Regions from separate parts of the Salmo salar genome. Here region 1 is linked to region 2. A link is a contact called in public Hi-C data. All regions are on one chromosome and are shown on one strand. Each heading gives the region's core, a stretch centred on a gene start, on an enhancer-like site or on the middle of the called end of the contact. The rest is flanking DNA. Distances are from core to core; before and after follow the strand shown.

Region 1 (3,429 bases), core at 342-2,841, 33 kb before region 2:
CGGAGTACAACGTGTGGTGCCAGTACCTATGATGGCGTCCGAGATAAAGACATGGAAGAGGCCGTTGCTGTAGAAGTTGAGCTCGAACAGCGCCGGCACCGTTTTGCTCGGGGCAATGGTGAACTCCGTGTTGCGGTTGGTGCTGGTCACGTTGACACAGTTGTCCAGGAGGTGGAGAGCGTGCATGACCACGTCCTCGGAGTTGCCGGAGAAGCCCAGATCAAAGTCCCGCGACAGGATCTCCTCCTTCATGTTGAAGAAGTCCTCCACCAGCTTGGACAGTGCAACCCCCTGGAGCAAAGGGGAGACACACAGACGTGGTGAAAAATAATACTTCCACAATGTTCATTCAAAAATGTTCATTCATAAAATACTTGCAAATGTTCATTCTATACTTCCACAAAGTATATACCAAGTATACTTTGAGTAGCAATGTGTAATTTTATTGACAACTTAAAATTGTAAAATCCACATTATGACATCATACCCAGCTAGGAGTAATTCCTTTTTAGATAAAATCAACAAAGTCAAAATCTGCAATGATCGGCTCATCTCGATGTGGGTTATGACTCAAGGCCCTCAAATCAGGAAGAGCCAATAAACAGCAGTCAAGGTAGATTCAAATTATTGTTGTTGACGTCTGTTAGCAGGGAGTTAAGCATAAGCGCATCAAACCATGAATGGGGATAAATTACTTTAATGCAAGGCCTTGAATCAAAAAGTGATCGTTGGATCTTATTCTTGTGAAAAGTAGGGCTGCTTACCTGTCTGTGTCTGTAAAGGAGCAGACAGGCTACAATGTGGGTGGACATGACCGCGGAGGACTTGTTAGCCGCTGTGGGAGGGAAACAGAGATTGCATGTTATCTGACCCGGGTCATAGTCAGGAAGCCCAGATGGATGACCGAGAGAAAGGACAGTAAACAGTGAGAGACTGTCTCTAAATAACATGACAGTGTCAGCTGGCGCTAAAACAGGTCAAGGCCTGTATTCCTAAAGCGTCTCAGAGTAAGGGTGTTAATCTAGGATCAGCTTGGACTTTTAGATCATAATGAATACAATTTCATGGACATGGGGACTTGATCTTAGAACAGTACTCCTACTCTGAGCCACTGAATACGGCCCTTGTGAAATTAGTCCTTTTGAACTCTCAACTAAGTAGACGAGATCTCACGTCTTCAAGTGAGATGGAGCTCTATAAAAAGGTGGAAAATTTGTTAGGGTTTGTGATTTCTATATTGTTCTAACAAAAAGGGACAAAAAAAAAAGGGTGCAAGATAAGAGGACTGGGAATAGCCTGAACATGATAAAGAGGGAGAAAGAGCGAAAGCAAGAGATAATTAGACGTGAGGGAGAGAACTAGACGCAAGAGGGAAAGAGCAAGAGTGTGTGTGGGTTTACAAAAAGGCATCATTTAATCCAATACAGTACAATCTGACTGCAGAGAGGGTGTCTTTAGTGCCTAATCTTGGGTTTAATGTCAGTCTGGGTGTAAAACATTTACAACTGCAGCCACTGATACTGCAATTCCACCCCTGACCAGATCCTCTATCCTCCCCTCGCTGGGATTGGCTGAAAACAACATGCCATATGGCTCTGTAGCAGCTGATTGGCTGACACGAATAGGACTAGCTGAGGAGAATGCCCCTGAATGAAGCTAGGGAGAACCGGTTTGTTTTCAGACCACAGCACAAAGCAGATTGTTGTCGGGGATCATGAAAAATGAAGTTCTAAGGTCATATCCTTCAGTGTAGGTTCTAAGTATAAGGATTTGTTTAGCAAAAAAGGGGGTGCTCTTGGAGAGAGGAGTGATAAGGAAAGTCAAAGTGCAGTAAGCAGATAACAAGAGAACAAATGTGAGGGGGACTAGATAAGTGGAGATCATATGAATAACAAGAGAACAAATGTGAGGGGGACTAGATAAGTGGAGATCATATGAATAACACAGGAAATATACTTTTTACAAATGCACACATTTTACAGGTACATAAGAACACGTGTTATATTATTAAAATAAACTGAATTGGATGAAGAGTCGTGGGCTGAAGAGTGCGCTACTCTAAACCAATTATCTGTATCTGAAAATGTAATGGGAGGCAATTGAACCATCATTTGCTTACGCTTTTAGTTGGTGGCCCCACTGACGGTGCACGTGGAGAGTGGCTTCAATAAATGACTACGCTAGGACTATAATAAAGTGCATACATTTCTTTGTATGCGTTTGTGATCCCTGCAGGAACTGAAACTGCCACTGTGGTGTTGCTAGCATCGTGCTCTTACCAACTGAGCCACACAAAACCAACATAGGACTAAGACCTATAAGAGGGGGTGTTATTGTTACTTACTGAAGAGCACGTGCTTGGCCAGGTTGGCGATGACCTGTCTTCTCCAGGGTTCGTCCGACAGGTCCCTGGAATTGGGCTGCTCCTCCTGCTCGCCCTCAAACTGGGCCTGATCCGGCCTGAACCAACACAGGGAGGGGGGTGGGGGAAAAATTCTAAAAGCTTTAACAAGAGCAAGGTATTGTGTTTCACTTGAAAACAGAATAACATTTAGTAAAAATACATGGAATCAGCACTATGTCCGTAATGTGTATGTTAAATGTTTTATTATGTGGTGGTATGTAAGCCTTTGAACATATTTACTTCCCACTTGGGAATAAAGTTCAATTAAATCCAATGGAATCACGTAGGCCTGGTACAAAAGACAGTGTGTATGTTTACATACTGTGCATCGATGATGGTGGGCACCAAGGTCTGTTCCAGGGAGAGGGTGGGAGGAATATGCCGACTTTTTTGCGTGTCCAGGTACTCCTTAAGGACACAAAAAGATAGGGCGACATCTTGCATGAGTAATTGGCAGTGAGCAAAATAAACATATTTCCAATCAATTGAAAGGTGAAGGCATGGCGTCACGCCGACCCTTGAACAACCGTTGACTAAACTCCTTGTTAAATATTCACCTGTTTAACACACATCATTAACGTTTCCTATTCTAACATTTCCTATGAAATTGTGCTGTAGATTGAGTTTTACAGTATTTTTTGCACAGATCAAGGCTGGGTTTCCAGATAGCGATGGAACATAAGCTAACGAGCGTTTTGACGATGCATCATTCCTACAACGGTTGAAGATGTAACGTGCATTTCCCAAAATCCCACGGAGAGAACGTTCCATAACTGCATCGTTACTTCACAATACTGACGGAGAGAAATCACCTACAGTGCCTTCAGAATCTATTCATACCCCTTGACTTAATCCATTTTGTTATGTTACAGCATGAATACAAAATGAAATACATTTCCCCGTTCATCCATCTACACACAATACCCCATAATGACAAAGTGAAAACATGTTTTTACAATTGTTTGCACATTTATTGAAAATTAGAAATTTCTGTTTTTAATTTACATACACTACCGTTCAAAAGT
Region 2 (3,772 bases), core at 1,150-3,649:
TGGAAGAAAGGAAAGCATTCGTATAACAAGCATGAGGTTAGTTGCTACCAACCTATTTACAATGATTTATTCAGAAACGTAGGTCTGGCACAAAGCTATGGGACCGGGTGGAATTTAAGTCAAGTGAACCATCCCCCCCCCTCCTTTCCCTCCGTCACTCCCTTTGTCCCTCTGTTTTTGATGTAGGTCAATGGCAAGCCTCAGTCAGGCTGAGTGACATGTAGACTATTCTTCTGATCATTCCATTTCTTATGTTTGGCAGTTCATGCCAAGTCTATATAAAAACGGTTTCAATGAAGCTGATGCATTGGCTTGAAATACATTTCTGATCCTGAAGCAGAAAGGCTACTAGAGTTCATCAAGCCTATTACTAAAATGAACCTGGCTACAGTATAAATCCATGGGCAATATAATAGCTCAACATTCACTGTGGTAGGCTTATGCTAATCACTGTGCATTGACAAACAAGAAAACTTAATTTGTGGACAGATAGCTTGGGGAGGAATTCCTAATGTAATTAATCGGAAAAATCACGCCATGGGTAGTGCCTTCCAGTTTAGAACTAGGTCACCATCAGACGCTGAGAGAATCTCTTTATAAATGGATAGTTACACCAACAAGCGCGCATGTTTGTAAGTGTGTGAGCATGTATGTGTGTGTGTGTGGGGGGGCTAATCACTGAATAGGACATAAACTAAGCCAAACTGCTCCTGCCCAGCTCAAGCAAGCAATGAATGACATACTGAGCTTTGCTGCATTGTCCCTTTGTGTTCTTGTAGTAGGTGACCTGCACATTGATGACAGAAGTGTGACTAGAATTCTGCTGGGTTTGCAAAGGTCAATGGCCTGCCATGTTCAAACAGGGGTGGTGAGGAAATTATTGATGGTAGGACTACCACCATAACACCAAACACAGGCTTCATAACATTTTTAAAAGTATTATTTTTTTTATTACCTGGCTTCACTACTCCTGCCCCGAAAAAGCAAGGCAAACAGGGGTTTGGGACTTTGCTCATAGAAATCTTAACGCGTATGGACGCGTCACTGATCCGCTTCATTGCCTGTGGCCATCAATATTTACAAAACAATCTAAGAGAGCTATTATCATTAGTCCTATTAACAATGCTTCAATTGAAAGGACGATTGGGTCGGCAGGTAGCCTAGTGGTTAGAGCGTTGGACTAGTAACCGAAAGGTTGCAAGATCAAATCCCCGAGCTGACAAGGTAAAAATCTTTCGTTCTGCCCCTGAATTGGAAATAATAATTTGTTCTTAACTGACTTGCCAAGTTAAATAAAAGGTAAAATAAAAAATGATAGCTGTGGTACATTGACCTTTCACACATCTTGCAAGCTAGGCATAAGCTACTGCACACATCGCTTATTGGACTCATTAGCAGTTATACATATATTAATGTTTTCTTCCTAGAAAGGGACGCTGAGTAGGTCGTTTGCATGCCAAAACATCTTATCCATGCGTGGGTGGCTAGCTAGGTTAATCCGACTCACAAACTGCCTGTCAATCTTCACTAAACAGGTCAAATGAAGCCAGACAAGACAGATGCCATGGTGGGGGATCTTGACATCTTAACAAAAATGATTTCGCAATTTGTTATTGTAGTGAACATAAGTGACGTGTGAAAAACGTGAAGTAGCTTCATGGCTGAGTAAATTGCATAGGCAAGGACAGGTGCAGCGTGTTTAGCTATACAGCACAGGCTAGTTCACATTGTTGCCTGGTCATCAAATCACAGTTGGCTCGGTTGTTTAGATGGGATAGAGCTTTTGTCAAATTACGTCGAAAATCGTTTTTTGCATTTGAGCTAACCCTTTTTCTGACCTTGTTATCCTAATTATCCTAACATAATACGTTAATTATCATAACCTGCTGCGTAAGATAGAAGTTGCCTAGGTAGCGGATAGGAGAATTTACATGCACTAAACCTGTTATTAAAGTACATTTTGACAAAATCTGTATCCCTTCTAGACAAAACCAGTTGAAGCTAAGCTAACATAAGCTAGTACTATGACGCTATTTCATTCAATGGTCAACCTAATTCACTCAGGCTAGCTACCGTTAGTTTAGCTAGCATAACGGCTAGAACCACTATGCAGACAAACGCACCGACCCGTTTCATCAACGTCGTGGGACAAGCCAACACAACATTAGCTAGCGTTAAAATTTAAATAAAAAAGTTTCTCAGTCTTACCTTGTATACGACCTCTAGCTGCACCACCATGTCTTGAGAATATACCCCCGTTGGCGCAATGTTCTTCTTCGAGAGTTAATGGCAGACTATCACCAAAGATTTTTTTAAAGATAGACCAGAGCCTGTCGTTTCCAATGGGAGCAAATTAATCCTAGTTGGCCGAACAAGCAAGGAGGTGGGCAGAGACAAACACGAGAAGTGAGATCCTATTGGCGCGTTCTAGCATTTATTTGCATATTTCCATTAGGGAACGCCTACTATGTAAAGTGCGCGTGTGCAACAACTCAATTCGCCCATGCACTCCTTGTAAACGCCTTTTTTACTTTGGCAAAGTCTTCCAAACTCAGTCCACTCGGTTTGTTACAGATTCTAGTTTCGGAATCAGAAAACTGTACGGAGATCAAATGTTTATTATATGGGAAAATATGCAGAATGTCAGACAAAATCCATCTCGCTCCATCTTCTCCCACTGCCGGCCACTGGGCTTCCGCTCATCACCATATTTGGTAGTGAGTGGAAACGGGAACCGGTTGCTTCACATTTTTACATCCGGTGAAATATCTGGCCCATTGTTTTTTCTGTGCTACAACCTACTGAACAAAGGAGGTTAGTTTAGAAATCTATTTCATACTGGTGTATTGCCGCCACCTACTGTACCGGGTGAACAAGAAGAAGAAAAAAATCCATTGCAGGAAAGATGGCTCCCGCGAGAGTTTGAAAATGTTCCCATTGGTGTGGCAAAGGTTTGACGGTGCTAAATTGTTCCCTACAAGCCCCTGATCAAATTGATATATGATAGAATGCTTCCGTAGAGGCTATGTTTTTCACACCTTTATATAACTTGTTGAATAGGAGTCAATGGTCACAGGCTGATAAAGGCATATAATTAGGAATTAGAATACTTAATAGTAATTTATTAGGATCTCTATGGATAAAGGAGAAAAGTTGGAAAGTTCACATGCTCATTGAAAATTACTGTATCAAACAACAATGGAACATTCTATTGAGTGGATCTCACCTTCAAAACCATGGGATTTGGTAAATGTTTGCCATCAGATCTAATGACTTACCTAGACTGACTCATCATTGAAACAACAGTGTTACAAATAGCAGAACTACATATTTGTTTTATGGAAATTGCTCATACTGGGAAATAATAGTCCATGAGATGCCAATACAGTAGCATCTTAGTTTTCTAGAGTAGTTGCCACCTGTAATAGTCTGTTGTATAGCAATACTCATCATGCTAAAATGAAAGGTGTGCTCTGTCATTTGTTGAGTAGTCCCCAGAAAGATTTAGGTGAACACAAATTATCTCTAAAAAGGAACATTGGTGATTATAATCTACTCTGTCCCTGACCATCATGATCTTAATATTATGCTCTCTAACCGTACATGTTACAGTGAGCTCCAAAAGTATTGGGACAATGACAATTTTGTTGTTGCTTTGGCTCTGTACTTCAGCACTTTGGATTTTAAATGATACAATGACTATGATGTTAAAGTGCCGACTGTCAGCTTTAATTAGAGGGTATTTTCATCCAGAGCGACTTACAAATTGGTG

The links. Hi-C and Micro-C count contacts between places; a contact is called where the count stands out from the background.
Region 1: a contact with region 2 is called in a Hi-C map of muscle, with 5 times the contacts expected there. The contact joins the enhancer-like site here to the promoter of gpam in region 2. A contact is called at or near these places in 3 of 3 Hi-C or Micro-C datasets (blood, gill and muscle).

Annotation. Positions count from the first base shown.
Region 1 is chrssa19:60,559,668-60,563,096 of Ssal_v3.1, reverse strand. It overlaps gpam (glycerol-3-phosphate acyltransferase, mitochondrial), which reads right to left. Exons shown (of 21, transcript XM_014158745.2): 12 at 2,727-2,812; 13 at 2,345-2,460; 14 at 765-835; 15 at 27-291. Among protein-coding and RNA genes, the nearest start is that of gpam, 33 kb to the right of the region's middle. Within about 2 kb of position 1,591, at least 9 of the 13 cell types and tissues checked have an H3K27ac peak or open chromatin away from gene starts, as enhancers often do.
Region 2 is chrssa19:60,527,344-60,531,115 of Ssal_v3.1, reverse strand. gpam (glycerol-3-phosphate acyltransferase, mitochondrial) reads right to left here and starts at 2,399. Exons shown (of 21, transcript XM_014158745.2): 1 at 2,209-2,399.